4 separate regions of the Mus musculus genome follow, and regions 2, 3 and 4 are each linked to region 1. Evidence: chromatin contacts called from public promoter capture Hi-C data. All regions are on one chromosome and are shown on one strand. The core of a region is the stretch at or near the end of the contact, and the rest is flanking DNA. Distances in the headings are between cores, read along the strand shown.

Region 1 (4,368 bases), core at 975-3,474:
AGTCAGGACATCACCTAAGCTTGAGGCAGTAGAGTGAGACACTGTTTCAAAACCACAAAAGTTATGACAAGACCCACAAAGGGAACAAAAGTACCTAGACATAAATGACTTTGTAATTGACTATAAGTACAAATTCATTTCAAATAAAAGGAGAGTATAAATTAAGCACTAAATTCCATAAAATTTACATTATTAACTCACCTCTATCAGTCATTGAACTAAGAAAGTAAAAATTATCTAAATTTGAGAAAATGAAAACATGCCCTGCTTTTCCTCCAATTGGGCTAATGGACTGAATAAGCAGTCATGCTGAAACTGGGAACAAGACTTGCACAAAGGGCTTACAGATAATGATATCCATTGCTTAAGACCAAATCAAACTGAGACGTGAAGGATGAAACAAATATTCCCAAACTGCCTGTGAAATACACACCAACAATCCTTCCCTAGCCATATGGACACATTGCTAGAAACGCTCTTACCCCAAGACATAATGGCCCTGGCCTAACACCCCAGTACTCAGGAAGGAAGCAGAACCCTGCAAACTGGCCCAAGCATGCTCAGGCCTTTTTCCTCAGACAGGGGAGTTCTCTATACTAGGCAGAAAATGACAGGTACAACAAATAGATGAGGTGGAGACCTAGGTAGAAGCCTCAGTCAATAGGAGGCAGCGACCTCCATGACCTCTGACTGACCAGGAGGAATCTGCTGCCACTGAAAATAAGGATTTCAGGCAACCTGAGGAAACAGGAAAAGGATCCTCATATAATCTAAATTTTAAAATGATATACACGCCTAACAGCAGTTTGTAGTTATAATATATGATTTTTCTCTCTTCTGCCTTTCTGTATTTTCCGGACAAGTCTTAAATATTTGTATGTAGTAAAACAAGAGTGGGAAAAATTGGGCTCACCTTTCCTTAATTTCCAATTCTATATGTAAAATATAGTCTAAAAGGTATATTGTAAGGAAACACATTGAACTAACTCCATCCCTTGCTGCTACCCAAACTTAAGATGTTCTAATAAACAGTTGCTATTCATTTAAAATATCCACACTCTAAAATATCTTATGTGTACTTACTATTACTGACACAGGGTATCACTATGAAGTCTTGGCTGACCTGGAACTGGCTATTTGGCCCAGCTACCCTCACAAGAGATGTGCCTTCCTCTGCTTCCGAAGAACTGGGATAAAGGCGTGTGACAAGACACCTGGTACCATTCCACTATAGATTTTTTTCTAGGGAGTATCATGAAACAGACTGGGCTTCATTTTGTTGTTCTCAGACATGTAGACCACAGTACTCTGCTCACATTACCCTCTGCAGTCCGTTCCTCGCAAGTCCCCCTCCTGCTCACTACATAGACGTAGCATGATCAAAGCGAGACTGGGAACAAGATTTGTAACAGCAGCTTAGTTTTATGGCAATGTGTTCATTATACAGGTTATGTGCTACCTTAATGAATGAATTTAAATGTGGAGCCACCTGCGGTTAAAGGTTACACTTGTGGAAGTATAACGACACGATTGTGCCTAAATCTGATACCTGAAGTGTGTCCAGTACACCCCGATCCTTAAACGTCTGGTATAGCTTTTTGCGCAGTTCATCTTGACTCAACACATCAGACTTGTGGGGCATGTTGGACTGAAAAGAGAAAATGATGGGTTACCTAGTGTCAACGTGGACCTGAATTTCAGAAATCAGTGACCTCACCGGAAGCCCTAAGATGCTTAACGGACATCAAAACAAAGAGATGTCCAATCGGAAAAACCCTGGAAAGTGGCAGGTGGAACTACCTGAGCCATCCTCATCTGCTTTCCTCCCGAGCTCGCCCCTCCACGGTCGGACTCCTCGGCCCGGGCCGGGGCGCAGGAGGAGAGGGAGCCCTTGACCTCGGAATCCAGCTTGTCTCTGGGGACCTAGGGGAGCAAGAGAGCTAAACATTCAGCCCCTAACTCGTCAAGCAGCCGCGCTTCCTCCCACGGTATGGGAAGGGTGGGCGGGTCCGCGAGCCAGGAGGGACTCTGGACGGAATAAAGACGGAAACGACAAGCGAGGGCCCCGAAGCGGCCGCTCAGTCGGCAGTTTTCCCTGCTCCGTAGCTCATCCCTACACTGCCCGCCGCCCGCCGCCTGCTCCGCCCGCTCCGGCCGCTCGGCCCGCTCGGCCGGCTCAGCCTAACCGCCCAGGCTTTGGCCCTCCGTGACGCCTGCGCGCTCTTAGGCGAGCAGTCCCGGCCACGTCTCGCGAGAGCATAGCCTCAGATCTCGCGAGAGTGATTTTGGGACTCCCAGGCTGAGGCTCCCGAGCGCAGATTAAAGAGGCGGCCGGTTCTCATCTCGGCTCCTCCCTACAGGTGAGCTCTGGAGGGAAGCAGGCGGCGGGCGTTCCGGGTCCGCGGGGGCATCCAGGCCTCCCGTGATGCGAACAGTGGTCTTCTACCTCTACCCAGCCCTGACTCGGGACAGCACGCCCAGCCCCCCGGCGCCGAGTAATCCCCGTTCTCCTAGTTGGTATAGCCTCCGTGTCCCCTTGGAGGGGACCTCCGCGCACTGGGACGGAGGCTTGGCGTTCTCCAGGTCGCTAACGCAGTGCATCTTCATTGCAATGCCATTGCCCTTTGCAGCCGGTTTACTGTAGAAAGCGGTCTCGGGCATCGTAGGTTGACCGCATCCTTGGTCAGTTTCCATTAAATGCCAGTGGTACCCTACCTCGCCCTCCAGACTTTGACAGATGCTCTCAAAGAGGGCAAAAGCGCATCTCCTTGAGAAGCACGGAGCTTCATTTTATAGAAAAGCCCCACTAGTTTTGCTGATCTGTGGGGCAAGTTGAATTTACAGCTGTCAGGAGCAAGTTTCTGAAAGGTTCCTCCATAGAGAGATTTGCTATAAATATGGACGGCTTTGAACTGGGGTGCATGCGTTTTATCTTGTGTTTGCCTGTTAACTAAAATGTTTAACTTGTAAGGATTTCTAAATTCATCCTGCTCTTGCACTAGTAGTCTTCCACCATTGCACCATATGAATTTTTAGCTTCCTGGTAACTTCAGATGTCAGCCCTGGGCTTGGCCTTTACAGCAGTTTAGAATAAGCCTGTCAAGTCTAGAGTTAAAAAAAAATACTTGATCTTGTGTATGTACTGCACTCCCTCAAACCCATACCAGACATGAATAATTGATCATAGCCATTCGACCACACTGTTTCTCAGCACCAACTCCTGACAGCCATACCAGACATGAATAATTAATTGATCACAGCCTTTCACTGCTGACCACACAGTTTCTCAGCACCAGCTCCTGGCAGCCATACCAGCAAAGCAGATTTTGCTCATAAGGAACCACGAGCTATCCCTAGTCAAATCCCTTTCCTACTAGACATTATATTTCAAGAATATACTAAACACCCACCACAGAACACTTCATCCTCACTTAGCTTAAAACACCCTCGACTGGCTCCTTCAGTTGCTCTTATTTTGTTTTGTTTTCAGACCATTCATTGTCTAAGTCCCCACCCACCCCCCTGCTCCCAACATATTGTTTAAAGGTATCCATCATTTGAAATTATGATTTCCAGAACTAAGTATTTTCACAGGAGATGTAATGAGGATGACAGCAGCACTTTCCACACCTTGTTTGGGCACTGTCTTCACTCAGTTTTTGGTTGTTTTGTACTTTTAGATTTATTTTAGAGGTGTGTGTGTGTGTGTGTGTGTGTGTGTGTGTAATGAGTACAGGTACCCACAGAGTCCAGAAGAAGGCATTAGATCCCATAGAGCTGGAGTTACAAGCAATTGTGAGCTGCCTGATGTAGGAGCTGGGATTGAACTTGTGTCCTCTGCAAGAGCAGTATGTTCTCTTAACTGCTGCACAATCTTTTTGCCCCAGCGGTCTTAATCTTTATTCAGCCTAGAATTCTTTAGCTTTTCTTTCTTGACATGTCAGGCTGCTGCTGCCTCACTGAGCAATAAATCCAAACTTTTCGATTCTCATTTCTTTTTCTCTAGGGTTCTCTCCTTTTGTTGTACAGTTGGTTTGTTGTTACTGGTTTTAGTTTTTTGAGGCAGAGTCTCATACTGTGGCCTAGCTGGACCAACTCATAATTGTTCTCTTGTTTTAGCCTCCCTAGTGCTGGGTTTAAAGATGTGAACCACTGTAGCTGGCTTCTGCTGATTTTAAAACTCAAGTACAAGACTATATATATCTCAGTCTCTTATATCTTAATAATTTTATGCAACACTGGTAGACTTACAGGTCCCATGGTGTCTTTCCTGTTACCCCATTTTGAGGCAGGGTCTCCCTTTATATAGTCTTGGCTGTCCCTGGTCTTATATGCAAGCCATGCTGTCTGAACCTCACAAAGATCCAT
Region 2 (4,368 bases), core at 655-3,154, 2.5 Mb before region 1:
AGCCAAGATTATGTAATAGCTGCTTTCAGCTGCTAATTATTTTCCCATAATTCCTTCTCTACCCCCCAGCCCTCCCCACTTTCTCTCTCTCTCTTTTTGGCTAGGAACACAGAAATGAGACTGCCAATTTGCAAGTCTCCCATAATTTCCAGAGCTACTAACCAACATTAGTAACACATCCAATGAGTTTAAACTTGGGAGGTGGTGACTTAGGCACCCTGAGGACGTAGGTGTTTTGAACACAAAAAGGAAAGGCAGTGTTTAGAATTAGAAGGCCGTTTTTCATTGTGTAATATCATTGCTATCTTTGAACTGGCTAATGACATCTGTTTCTTGTGAGAAAGTACATTGGCATTTTAGAGGCATGTTTCAACAATAAACAGAGAAATTTGGGCCGGGGACCTAAAGACCTACCAAAAGCCAATTCTGCTTTCTATTGACCACTTTAATACTCCAGTATATTTCACTCACACACGTTTGTAGGAAACTTTCCAAGCAGCATAGTATTGCTGAAAAGGGGAAAGTATTCTAGTTTTATTTTTGCTAAACAAAAGCATATACAAAATGACCTCAAATTCCTAACGTATAAGATCCTATTACATTGGCACTCTAAGACATAAAAATGAACATTGATGTCTAATAAGGGGGTTCTTTACATTAAGTAAACACAGCTTCGCTAAAAGTGTAGCATCTTTTTTTTCTTACATTAGTTAATTTACAATTCCTGTTTAGTAATCTCTGCAAAGAAAGGCATGCCCAATGAATACTCTGTTCTGGCTTTTGTTGTAGGGACAGAGGTGACAGTAGTAATGAGTAGCATTTGACAGGGGAAATCCATGGCTGTCCAAGCAAGGTCACCTAATCCTGTGGATCTCCATTCCCCTTATCTATAAAAGATGAGTTGAACTCGATGATCCATCCATTCCACCATTCAAATAAAACACAGACATCCATCATACGCCCAGACTAAGTCAACATTTCAGCTTTTTAACAAGTCTATCATCATTTTATAATTTTATTAGACAACTCACATTTATCAGTAGTGTTAAAACCAGGCAGAGAACTAGGTTGTTAAACGAATAAAATCCAAGGTGCGCTAAACAGAAGCATGTGGGTAAAAGAGGAATTCGTTGTTCCGGGGCTTTAGGGTGAGGCTTTATAGATGTGACATTAGAGGAAGGACATGCCAAGGCGAGCGAGTCATCAGCCAAGGCTAAACTGGAACCCGGGATGGGGAAGGTGCGGGCGAGACCGTGAGAAGGAAGCGGGATCTAAAAGGACTAAGCGCTGTCTGGATTTTTTTTTTTTTTTTTTTTTTTTTTTTTTTTTTTTTGCAGCAGAGAGCGGACTACAACTCCTCCAGTCCGCCGCACTGCTGGGGGAAGCAAGCCCTGAAGAGAGGCTCTAGCAAAGCTTGTGGCGAGAAATGTCTAGGTTAGCTGGGGCTGGAAAGGAGGGGCCTCCCTGCAAACGCGGGCACGAGCACCGCGACAGCGCTGACTTGTTTTCCCCTGAGTTGCAGCACTCCTGTCCTTGGCTCCCACCATCATCGCCGACTGTCACACCTCCCCGCCCAACCCTCTGGAGACCCACGGAGTCACTGGCGCTCGGAATCAGCCCCTTTGCGGTGCGGACCATCCTTTAGCCTGCACCACGGGGTCAGCTAAGGGCGCCGCGGAGCCCCATCACCCTGCCACGGAAGGAGCCAGGACAGCCGCGCGCGCCGCGTCCCGGCAGCACAGCCCGAAGTACGCAAGCGCGCTGGCCACAGCCTAGGCCGCTTCCGGGTCACGTGGCCAGACTTCCGGCCCTCGCCACGCCTACCCTGCGGTTATTTGACCAATCGGCTTCTCGTTCTTGCCGGCAACAGCGCTCACTCTAGAGGCGGTTGGCGCCCCCTCGGCAGCTTGGCGCGCGGTCTCCGGTCCGCCTCTCCGCTCGCCGCAGCCCGGGCTCCTCCTCCGTCCAGCCTCCAGGGCGGGATCTGTCGGCTCGCCCTACCCTCGCAGCCTAAGCCTGCCCTCCACCAGACGGGTCCCCTCCCCGCGGCACCACGGCTTCCCTTCCACAGCACGGCGACGGGGGCTTCCCCTCAGCAGCTGCCGGCGCCTCAGTCTCCGCGGCCAGCCCAGCTCCGCCGCGTCCGCGGCCCGCCGCCGCCGTAAGTGCTGAAGGAGTCCGCTGAGCTGGCAGGGATGGAAAGAGGGAGTGATGGCTGGGACGCGCCCCCCGCCGCCCCGTGAGCGCCCCGACGACCCCACCCCGAGTCCTCCCGGGGCGCCGCGCCCCGAAACTCACTTCTGCCGGCGGTAGCGCTCCGCTCTCCACTCGGCAGCGCGCCGGTGATGCAGGGGAACCGGTCCTAGGTTCCGCGGGGACCCCGCGGCACCTGTGGTTCGCTGATCGCCTCAAGTTTGACGGGGCGTTTTGGGGAGGGGCTGGGGTGACGGCGACCGAGGACTTGGCGCCCCTGGCGGGCCAGCGGATGCCATTGTCTCTGCTCCACTCCTTGCCGGTCACCTCGCCCAGCTTTGGGTACTGATGGAGTGTAGTCCCGGGAGGAGGGGAGGCGTCCGAGACTGCGGGACCCCAGGGATGCTGGACCAGAGCCCACTCCAAGGCTGAGCTCATTGTTGGGTTTTTTGTTTTGTTTTGTTTTGTTTTTGTTTTAATACCAATCTGGAGAAATTGTTGTCCCGGGATTTGCGGCAAAAATCAAAGCGAGGGAAAAGGAATACTTGTGCCGCGGGTTTCGTCCCATGTTAGCACATCATTTGTTTTGAGGAAAATGCTTGGTTTCTTCGTCCTCCAAAGTGGTAGGGCGGATACTGGACCCCGCTACAGATAGCCTAGAGCACACCCCAGTCATTAGCAAACCATCTCTCCTGGTCAAGATTTAAGAAAACCGATCGGTCCCTTCCCCAAGTTCTGATAACGGTTTGCGTTCAATGTCCAGTTCTTTCGATGCCGTTCTTTTCGATGCCGCTGTCTTCAGGACTTACAAGGGTGGCACTTTGCTCTCAATGAATTATATAGTGTTGTGTGGGGTAATAGCCAATTTTAACTTTATTAAAGTTAAATGGCTACGCCATAAATATCCGGATGTTTTCTTGATGCCTTTTTGGGATATTGCGAGGTGGATTTCCTGTCTAGAGCCAATTTGATTTTATATTAGTTACGTAAATTCCTCCTCCGGGTGTTCAAATTTAAGGTTGTGTGGTGAATATTAAGAATCGCCCTTGGGTGGATCTTACTTGCACTGTCACTGTTAAAGGAACTTAAAAAGGTTAAAACAAAACACCTATCCAAATTTTACCTTCAAATTAGCTTTACAATACAGCTCGCTTTTACCAGTTGAATTATAAAATACATGCCTTAGAAAATATAGACTGACCAACAGACATGCAAATACTAAGTAAATCAATGCAAATTAGCTTCGGTATAAAACATACTCAAATCCAGCATAACATTCAAATGTGGTTTTTGTTTTAAAAGAAGTATTCTGTGCACTGTCCCAAAAATTTGTTGTTTTAAATTAAATATCTTGTGTCTCGATATGAGTAACTTTGAATAAAGCTTTTTAAGCGTGTATTCTCTTTTACATACATTAACTCAGTTCTTGAGTGCTTGTTTGTGTTGGATTTTATGAAATGCAAACATAAAAATCGGGCTTTTGTCTTTAAAATGTGTTGTTTGTGAGATCTTTTTGATTAATATTGTGATTTTGCTTAAAATATGCTAGCATAAATTGAAGGGAATGCTTTAAATGACAAGCAGTTTTTCTGCAAGAAATTCAGCCTGGAACTAGAATAGCCTCAGGGTGAAAAATAGTAGGTCTCCTCTTCCTAGACATGTAAATCAACATCCTAAATCAACTACCTGATGTCTGCATTTGCCTTTAATGCACATAGAGTGGTGGAGTGTGGAACAGGTAGAAAATTGTTTCTTGAAATTATCAGAGTTTTTGTTCTTCAAAATTTTCACTCCAGCTTACCACCTGTTCTGATTTCCACACACTCTTCCACACTTACCTACATATAGTAAGATCTTTCCAATAGAATTTCCTGCTATTATAACCTGCGTAGAAATGTTGATGGCTTATTGATCATGTGTCAGGGTGTTTACTGTACCCCCAAAGCAGCTCTGAAACATCATGTGATCTTGACTGTTGATCCTAGGTAATTGTATGTAATTTTGATTTTATTTATTTTAACAGATGCAGTTTATGTTGCTTTTTAGTCGCCAGGGAAAGCTTCGACTGCAGAAATGGTATGTCCCACTGTCAGACAAAGAAAAGAAGAAGATCACAAGAGAACTTGTTCAAACCGTTTTAGCACGGAAACCCAAGATGTGCAGCTTCCTTGAGTG
Region 3 (4,368 bases), core at 721-3,220, 2.4 Mb before region 1:
CATAGTTAAAACTAAAATTATTATCTCCTATTATAATTACTCCCTTCTGCCTGGCATTATCAGGACCTGGATATTGTTGGGATTCAGGAGTCACCCCACAAACCACATGAACACCAACCTCAGTCAAACAGGGATGGTTTATTAAACAACACACCGTAGGACTGACTGACACAGCTCAGACTTTGGGAACTATGACCCCAAACATTTCTCAGGGCCAGCTTATAAAGGCTAAAACAACTAAAACCACAATGAGCTCATATGCCAATGTTGGAAGTCACATAACAGTTCTTTAATTTGATAGGTCCTACTGGTGAAGCTTATAGTTGTGGAATTTCTTAAGATTAACAAACGTCATAACCTCGGAACATAACAAGGTATGTGGTCAGCATGACCCTGCTTTGAGTCAAGTTATTTTTCTGTGTTAATGACTGGTACCCATATTACTGCAACAATATGAAATAGCTGGCAGGCATGGAACAAAATGTCTACAGCTATGTTACGGCAGGAGACCTCAACAGACATAACTTACAGGAAAGGACTAGAGAGGGATGTGAGAAAAACCATCTTCTAATTCACTCCATTTTCCATGTTCACAGCAAGGCACACACTTACACACCATCCAGCTAGAATTAACCCTGAACTGCTTGAAAATGTTAAAAATCTAACCTCTGGACAGGTTGAGATCCACAGAAATAAACAGAAGTATAGAGACCTGCCTTATCAAAAAAAGACGACCTCAAACAGGCCACACTAGACTCTGAGATAGTTGACACTGGTTGCAACTCTCTCTCCGTTTCTGCATAACTTCAGCATGCTTAAAGTTTCAAAAAGAAAAGCTTTGTTGTGCATACTAGTCATGCTCACAGTTCTTCGGGCACACACATGCCAACCAAACTTTTGGATAGCAAAGGGGAGATTGGCAGACTTACAGTCCAGAAAGCAGGAGAAAAAGCAACCGTGGTTTTCAGAAGAGATTATTCAAACTAAGGTGTACACATTCAAATTATTTCTCAAGCTTTTTCAGGAAAAGACAAACGAGGTGGAGTTATACTTACAAGTTTCCAGCAGCTTCAGTCCAGTAGCCAGCCCTTAATGCCTGCTGTCATCCGGATCCCAGGCACTATTTTGAAGTTCCTGGTCTCTCGATCTGGAGTAGGGCACAAAAGAAAAAAAAAAAAAAGATGTTAAGAACTTGAGAAGTGGAGACGGGTCAGACTTGTGTTCCCGACACTACTGTGCTACCAATGCCCACCCTGGAGGGTGGCGTTATCCGTCCCCCCCCCCCCCAATCCGGATGAGTTCCAGCGTCTTCAGCCTCGGTGTCTAGAAATGCAGTCGCCCCATCTCCAAACCGGATCCAATCCCCAGGGGTTAGTTAGTGACCCTGTACTGACGAGAGCGCCCTGGGAAGCCGGTTCCTGGGGGAAGCTCGAGTAGCCCCTCCGTTATACTCTCGGACCTACATCTTTCGGGTCTCCCCGGACCAAGGTACCTCAAGACAGTGCGTGTAAAGGCCAAAGGGGTAGTCCTTGTCCCCACAGACAGGCCCTGCGACCCCGCGGCCGCGGTCACACACAGTCGCCCATCCTTACCGAATTCAACCTCCGCGCGGGCTCCCGGCACGAGGCTGCCAGCCTATGAGGAGCTTGCTTACGCCCCCTTACCTCACGCCGCAGCCTCGCGAGACCTTGACTCCTGACCCGCCCTCTGTCTTGGGCCCAGAAACCGGAAGTCCCGCCCTCCGGTAGCTCCGGTTCCGGCTCAATCCGGCTCTGGCTCGCTCCGGCTCCGGCTCCGGCTTTCGACCGCAGCTCTACAGGGAGACCGCTGAGGAGACCCTGAGAACAGCCACAAGTGACTTGCCCAGGCCTTTGATCTCGAACAGCGGCATGCGATCACCCTTGCGCCTAAGACCACAGGCCGATTTTCGCGCTCCGCCCATGTCACCAGCCCGCCTCCATCCGTCGCTTAGACCACGCCTTTTCCTCCGGGCTGTACCACTAGCTCCTTCTTATGGGTGATGCCGTTACCATGGTGCCGAAGCCTGGCTGGGTCACGTCACGTCACGTCCCCTCTTTCGTTAGACTTTCTTATTGGCCTATCAGAGCTTGGCTTGAGAGCAAGCTATGAGCCCGCCTCTCAAAGAGACCTCTTTTCCCCTGCAAGCATATTTTACTGCTTTAAGTCTAAGACACCTCAGAGGTTCCCTAATCACCTACCGTGGCCTTCACCTTGGCCGCCCCTCTCTCGCCAGATCGAGTGTCTCTCTTGAAAAAGGATACCCCAAAGTCCCTCTTGAAAACAGTCCAAATTCTAGATGCTAAATAAATAAATAAATAAAAAGTAAAGTAATGACACTTTTATTTTTTCGTGTTTCTGCCAGTGGTAATTTATGAGCAGAAACCGATGGGAAACAAAACTGCTTGCCCAGTGGTGGGGTTCAGTGGTGGAACTGAAACCTCGCAATTCCTTTTCGTGCCTTTTTTTTTTTTTTTTTTTTTTTTTTGGTTTTTCGAGACAGGGTCTCTCTGTGTAGCCCTGGCTATCCTGGAACTCACTTTGTAGACCAGGCTGGGCCTCGAACTCAGAAATCTGCCTGCCTCTGCCTCCCAAGTGCTGGGATTAAAGGTGTGCGCCACCATGCCCGGCTTTTTCGTGCCCTTTTAATGAGACCTGGGGAGCCAACCCAGTGTTTCTTCCAGCCTCTCACTCAGCAGGCTTTAAATTTTAGACAGGTACGTGGAGGAAGCACACTGCCCTTCTAGTTCTTATGACTTTTTCTAGGCACCAGCTCTCCCTCATACTATGAAGCTCTCTAGACTGCACCACACTTTCATCTCTGCTTTGAAGCCCTCCACCCCTACCCCATACTCCGACATTACTCTTATAATTTGGCTCCCACAGAGACAATGCTAACCCAAAAAACTCTGAATGGGCACACAGGGAGGAAAAAAACCGTTCCATTCGCTCTTTGTTCCTACATTCAAAATCTGTGACTATATTCTGAAAGTACAAGAAGCCTGAAAGAATCTTGAAGTTCTTTGCTTCAAGGACAAGATAAATAAATAAAAAAAGATGTGATAAGAGACTGGATAGGTGGAACCAGTGCTTGGTAAGAGCTGGTGTGTTGATCCAATCGGCAGGAGTAGCTGGGAGCATGAAACCACTGGCCATTTCCATAGTAGTTACTACAGCCCTCACACAATCAAATTCTCAACAAATATTCACTGACAATATCGCCTTTTCATTTGTGTGGAGGGTTACAAGTTTCCCCTCCATCACACAAAGATTAGTTCCATGTGTCAGCAGTCACGATTTTGTGATCACTTTAAAATATGAGTTTCCCTCTCCTCCACTTTCCACCCTTGTGTGGCTTGAAGACAGTGTGTGTATGCACAGGGTAACAATCCTGACCTTAGACGAGCACAGAGTAAAGAACAGGTTTTTGGTGTGTGTGTGTGTGTGTGTGTGTGTTTTGAGACAGGGTTTCTCTGTGTAGCCAGGCTTCAAATTCAGCTATTCACCTGCCTCTGCAGTCCAAGTGCTAGAACTACAGGTGTCTGCCCCCACCTCCAGTTTTTTTTTTATAACTCTAAATATTTTTTTTAAGATTTATGTTACGGGTGGTTGTGAGCCACCATGTGGTTGCTGGGATTTGAACTTCGGACCTTTGGAAGAGCAGTCATGTGCTCTTACCCCCTGAGCCATCTCACCAGCCCCTCACCTCCAGTTTTAAAGAATAGGTTTTAACAAAGCATTTTTATTAAGTTCACCCTGGCCCTGAGACCCCTCATTTATTTCTCAAAATGCCATCCATGTTTTTTGTTTGTTGGTTTGTTAGTTTCTGCCTCACCCTATAAACATGACTGTTTTGAATTTGATAGCATTATTTATCCTTCATCTTTCAGAAATGACTCGAAGCAGCCTACTAAAATGTACACAACATTCTACAAGAGAAGTATTTTAAAGATTTGGACATGGGGATAAATGAGGCGAATAAATAGGCATCCAATTGCAAATCATCAGATTCAAAACAGTACTTGAAGGTGGGAAGTAGATGCGGCTCTACGTTTCTAAAAGGGCTACAGAACAGAAGAAATGAAACTTATTTTAAGGTTTTAGAGTATTCATAAAAGCCGATCAAGATATGGGTTTCATAAAGCATACTTCCAAACACTTGTCCTGAGGGAAACTTGTGATTCCTTGCTGGGGACAAAGAGCTAATCAGACTCCCTGACAGGCAAACAGGTAAGAGTTTGGGGCTATGACTAGGCAATAGATGGTGAGTTTCCAAGATGGCTGGCTTCTTCCTCATCCTCCTGACCAGAGACTAATGACAGGCAGTTTAAAACAAAGGCCCAAGGTGGA
Region 4 (4,368 bases), core at 682-3,181, 2.0 Mb before region 1:
TACATTTTCTTCAGCAATTTTTCTTAAGCATTCGACCAGTTTGCTCTAACTCTTACTGACAATGCCAGTATTCTGGCTAAATCTCTTCCCTACCTCTTTCTTGTATAATTGCACAAAAATATCTTTTGAACAGTCAGCATCTGCCTCTGTATCTTTATTCACTTTTTTTTTCTTGAAAGGATCTTGTTCTCAACTTTTATGGACACCCCCTACTTCTTGTTTCATAAATGTTGGTAGATAGAAATACTTTTTTCTCTGAAGCTCCCAGCCTTTTCCCACATATTTCCCTTAGCAATTCCTTTTCTCATAGACAGTTCCATATGCTTCAGTTTCATTTTGGTTTGGAAATAGTACTCTTGCCAAGTTTTCTCTTTGTGTACTTTGCATATAGATAGCCAGCCAGCTTTCACTACATGTGTGAGGTGCCTCCCACTCTAAAATTATCCAAGGAAGCTTATTTACATATGAATTTGCAAAGAACTAAATTTCAAGGGAAGATGCTGACTACTTTATTTGACATCTTTTCTTTTTAGACTATTTGATAGTACAACTGGCATTGGCTGCCTTCATACCTTATCATCAGAATATCCAGCACAGCAATATTTTAGTCAAATTCTAGTGGCTTCCAAGAACGTTCTCTAAAGCAGTGTTTCTTAACCTTCCTAATGCTGTGGTGTGATGACCCACAACCATAAAATTATTTTCTTTGCTACTTCATAACTGTAATTTTGCTACTATTATGAATCGTCATGTAAATACCTCCTATACAGGATACCTCAAAGGGGTCCTGACACACTGGTTGAGAGTCTTTGAAGGCATGCTTTGTGGTCGTTCAGGCAGAATACTACAGTTCAAATCTGCTACAACTTTTTTGTTTTGTTTTGTTTTTCCAGACAGGTTCTCTGTGTAGCCCTGGCTGCCCTGGAACTCATTCTGTAGACCAGGCTGGCCTCGAACTCAAAAATCTGCCTGCCTCTGCCTCCCAAGTGCTGGGATTAAAGGCGTGCGCCACCACACCTGGCACAACTTTTTGTTTTGTTTTAGAAAATACCCTTAACTTTACCACAAGCTTCAAGTGGATGCCAGTCATGGTGATGGTGTTGTTGCTTAGAAAACAATTTATTCTAGAAAATGCAGGAATGGCCATGCTGGGGAATCTGCAGGTACCAACTATAAAGAGCAGGTGACTATTACAACAATCGAGAGATTCTGTCTTCTTGGCCAAGCACAATCTGGCTCCAGACCGCAAGACAGTTTTGGCTGAGGACTGCAGCAGCTTGAGCGGGAGCGTTTCAGGTTATACCTAAGATTCCCTGACACCCCCCCCCCCCCATAGAGTTGTAAGACAAAAACAAAATCTGAACTTTTAAAAGGAAAGTCCTCAGTCTTTAGGACACGCACAGATATGTAGATCTAAGATTCAAAGTTCAGAGTTTAGTTTTGACTTGCTGTGATTTTTCTTTATTTTTGTACTTTTATGCATCACATTTAGCAATCCTGCCAGAATAACAAGAATGGATGTGGTTGGTTTGGCTGTGGTACCATACTGACTAGAAACGCCCTGGCCTTGATTTCCCCGCCCCCTACCCTGCCCTTCCTCTTATCCCCGCCCTCCCCGCATTCCCGCTCCTCCCCCCAGCCCCCGGCCCGGCCCGGCCCCGCCTGGTCTCTCTAACCGGAAGGAGGCGGGGAGAGACCGGGCTTCCTGAAAAGAGACGCAGTAACTAAGCAACCAGGGCACTTACGCCCGGGACCTTCCGCAGCTCTTAGGAGACGTGCTCCTGCGCTCGCTGACGCTACAATCCCGCGCTAGAGACTTGGGCCCGACTGGGCGTCTCTCTTCTACGTAATTCAGAACCTCTGTGTGATTGGTTATCATGGGGGCGCGGCGCTCGGATCGCGGACGCTTCTGATTGGTGCTTTGGAGCAGCGGGGCGGGATTCTGTTAACTGCCGCGGGAGGTCCGGACAGTGGCGGCCATGGGACTGGAGGGTAAGTACGCGTCTTGGCTGTCCTTTCTAACGTTCTCGGTCTCTCTGGATGGGGTTGTGCCGTTCTCACAGGACCGTGGCAGGCTGTGGAGGAGGTGAAGCCTACTCTATCTGAGGCCCGGAAGTCGGGTCCGTGGGTCTCCGTAATCAAATGGGGATTGAGGGTGCCTTGAGGGTTGGAACTGGTTCTTAGACTGAGTTTAGTAGAGCGAGTGACTGGAATCTTAGGACGTTTTTCCGAGTCCCTTTGGGTCTGGCCGGATCTTGTCTCATCCTGGGGTGCTGGCTGGTGGACCCGGGCTGATCCTCTTTGGCTCTAGTACACCCGAGCTGCCTCTCAGGGAGTGCGTGTGCACTGCCTTGGGACTGGATTAAAGTATACTTCTCTTGATTTCTCAGCCCTGTCCGAGCCCCCTCTAAGGATCCTCAGAAGCTTCTACTAATAAGGGAGTTCCCTGGGCACGATTGAGAATTTTGAGGACTTCTTGACTTTGTCATTTACATGGCTTGGGTAGGGAAGTTGTACAGATCGCTTAGCATGTAGGGCTGGAGAGAGAATTGACCAGATTTTACAGCCTCTATTCACTTATAGAAGCCAAGATTCAGTGAGTATTTTCACATACTTTCATTTGGTTCATTATTTCTGTTCTTATCATTCACTTCTTAAAACGGGATAGGACTAAAGGACCAGGTTTAGATGACACATGACAGTAGCACAGCATTAGCCACTTGAGGCTTTGCTTTCCCCTTTTGCAAACTTCATATTTTCTTGCTTCCATTATTTGTTTACTTACTGGTTGTAAATTTGGTCTTCCCTCCTCTTTTTTTCCAGTTTATGTGTCCGGGTGCCCCCATGTAGCTGTCTTACCCTGCCCTAGAACCCTCAATTCTCTGTCTCCCAAGCACGTGCTCCTTTCTTTCCTGCCTCCTCCCTCTGAATTTCTGAGACGATTTTAAATGTAGGTGAATTTGTGGGAGAAAATGGACACATGTAGTTGCAGGTGAGAGCTGAAACTCAGAGAGTTAGGATAGTAATCCTCCATTGAGTTCTTTGTAGACTTGTAGATCTCAACTAAGGCGGATTTTTGCCAGATCTCTAAAGCTGTGGCATTAAAAGTCTAAGCATCTATAGAACAGAGTATTGAATGAGCACTTCATATGAGCATCACTTTAGGGAACTCCTAAAGGGAACTTTTCTTAGCCTTAGATGTAGGAAAGAGCCCACATGTAAAGCCTGTGTCCTGTTCCATTTCCTTTCAGGGTCTACACTGAAAGGGTGCTCAGGGGAAAGGCTTCCATAATTAAAAGAAGGGTTCTGAAAAGAGAAGGGAGCAGTTTAAGCATAGCTATCCTTGAATAAGGAAGGAGAAGCCAGATTGTCTTCAGCATGAGCTCTAGGGAACACTTGAAGAGGGTGTTCTTAAAAAGAAAGCTCTAGTTCCAGGTACATTTTAAAGGAAACCACAGAGATAATACCAGCAGAGCCTTATGGGATGTACTGGGTCACTAGCTAAGCTGTGCAGCCCTAATCAGCACATTTTCTGTGAAGAACCAGATGGTAAATATTTTAGGCTCTGTGGGTCATCTGATTTCTTTCAAAGCCACAGAAGTAGCCATTCAGAATATAAGTGAATGGGCAAGCCAGGTTCCTGTAAAAATTTGTTCGTAAAAATAGACAATGTGCCAGTATACTTAGATTCACATCCTAGCCTGTTTTAGTATCCTTTTCTGCTTCACAACCCAGAACAAAAGGCAGTGCTATAAAACAGCCTTTTTGCTATTTTTCATGACTCTGGAATCTGCTAGACTTAGCTAGTGGTACTTTTATGAGTCTTTTCAGGGGTTTCTGTAGAAGGCTGCATTTAGCTAGAGGTCTGGCTAGAAATTGGGCGCAGGTAAGAATGTAGAGGTGGCTGGGTCCCTATCTCTCCATGTAGCTTGTAAGCCCTTTTCCTCTCATTGTCTCCCCCATGTCCTTCTAACCTAGTAGCTGTATGATAACTCCAGAAGTAAAAGCCATCGAACCTTTCATAGGCTGAGGTCAAAGATCTGCATGTCCCTTTTACCATGTCCTGTGGCTTACATGGTCCCAGTGCAAGGGAGATTCCTAGGTGCAGTGGTGCACACCTGTAATCCCAGCCCTCAGGAGACTGAGGCCAGGAATATTGAATTCAAGGTCAGCATGAGCTATAAGCTAAAACTTGGCTTTAAAAGTATGTGGGAAGGTATGGTCGCTAATAGCCTGGCACATTGTGTTCTAACTTCTTTAAGCTTTTGGCTTTGCATTTACACTATATAATTGATACCTTGTATAGGTCTGTCAACTAGACTATGGCCACATATAGAAAACTCTTAGTCTGTGTAGTGTTGGATAGAT

Evidence for each region. Promoter capture Hi-C pulls out the DNA fragments that hold promoters and counts their contacts.
Region 2: a contact with region 1 is called in a promoter capture Hi-C map of cranial neural crest. The contact joins the promoter of Ap1s2 here to the promoter of Ofd1 in region 1.
Region 3: a promoter capture Hi-C map of erythroid cells shows a contact between it and region 1, with 31 times the contacts expected there. The contact joins the promoter of Siah1b here to the promoter of Ofd1 in region 1. A contact is called at or near these places in 2 of 39 promoter capture datasets (erythroid cells and liver) and 1 of 115 datasets of contacts at active chromatin or transcription factors (extraembryonic endoderm stem cells).
Region 4: a contact with region 1 is called in a promoter capture Hi-C map of liver, with 4 times the contacts expected there. The contact joins the promoter of Piga here to the promoter of Ofd1 in region 1. A contact is called at or near these places in 6 of 39 promoter capture datasets (the 3T3-L1 cell line, erythroid cells, hippocampal neurons and 2 more), 1 of 115 datasets of contacts at active chromatin or transcription factors (embryonic stem cells) and 1 of 9 other capture datasets (liver).

What each region holds. Positions count from the first base shown.
Region 1 is chrX:166,438,480-166,442,847 of GRCm38.p6, forward strand. Ofd1 (OFD1, centriole and centriolar satellite protein) reads right to left here and starts at 2,225. Exons shown (of 23, transcript NM_177429.3): 1 at 1,801-2,225; 2 at 1,550-1,648. The coding sequence starts at 1,815. Trappc2 (trafficking protein particle complex 2) reads left to right here and starts at 2,276. Exons shown (of 5, transcript NM_025432.4): 1 at 2,276-2,360.
Region 2 is chrX:163,907,113-163,911,480 of GRCm38.p6, forward strand. Ap1s2 (adaptor-related protein complex 1, sigma 2 subunit) reads left to right here and starts at 1,905. Exons shown (of 6, transcript NM_001290379.1): 1 at 1,905-2,161; 2 at 4,217-4,368. The coding sequence starts at 4,217. Gm52456 (predicted gene, 52456) reads right to left here and starts at 2,419. Exons shown (of 2, transcript NR_165469.1): 1 at 2,299-2,419; 2 at 998-2,186.
Region 3 is chrX:164,074,523-164,078,890 of GRCm38.p6, forward strand. It overlaps Siah1b (siah E3 ubiquitin protein ligase 1B), which reads right to left and starts at 1,971. Exons shown (of 4, transcript NM_001308385.1): 1 at 1,665-1,971; 2 at 1,056-1,147.
Region 4 is chrX:164,417,849-164,422,216 of GRCm38.p6, forward strand. It overlaps Piga (phosphatidylinositol glycan anchor biosynthesis, class A), which reads left to right and starts at 1,932. Exons shown (of 6, transcript NM_011081.3): 1 at 1,932-1,992.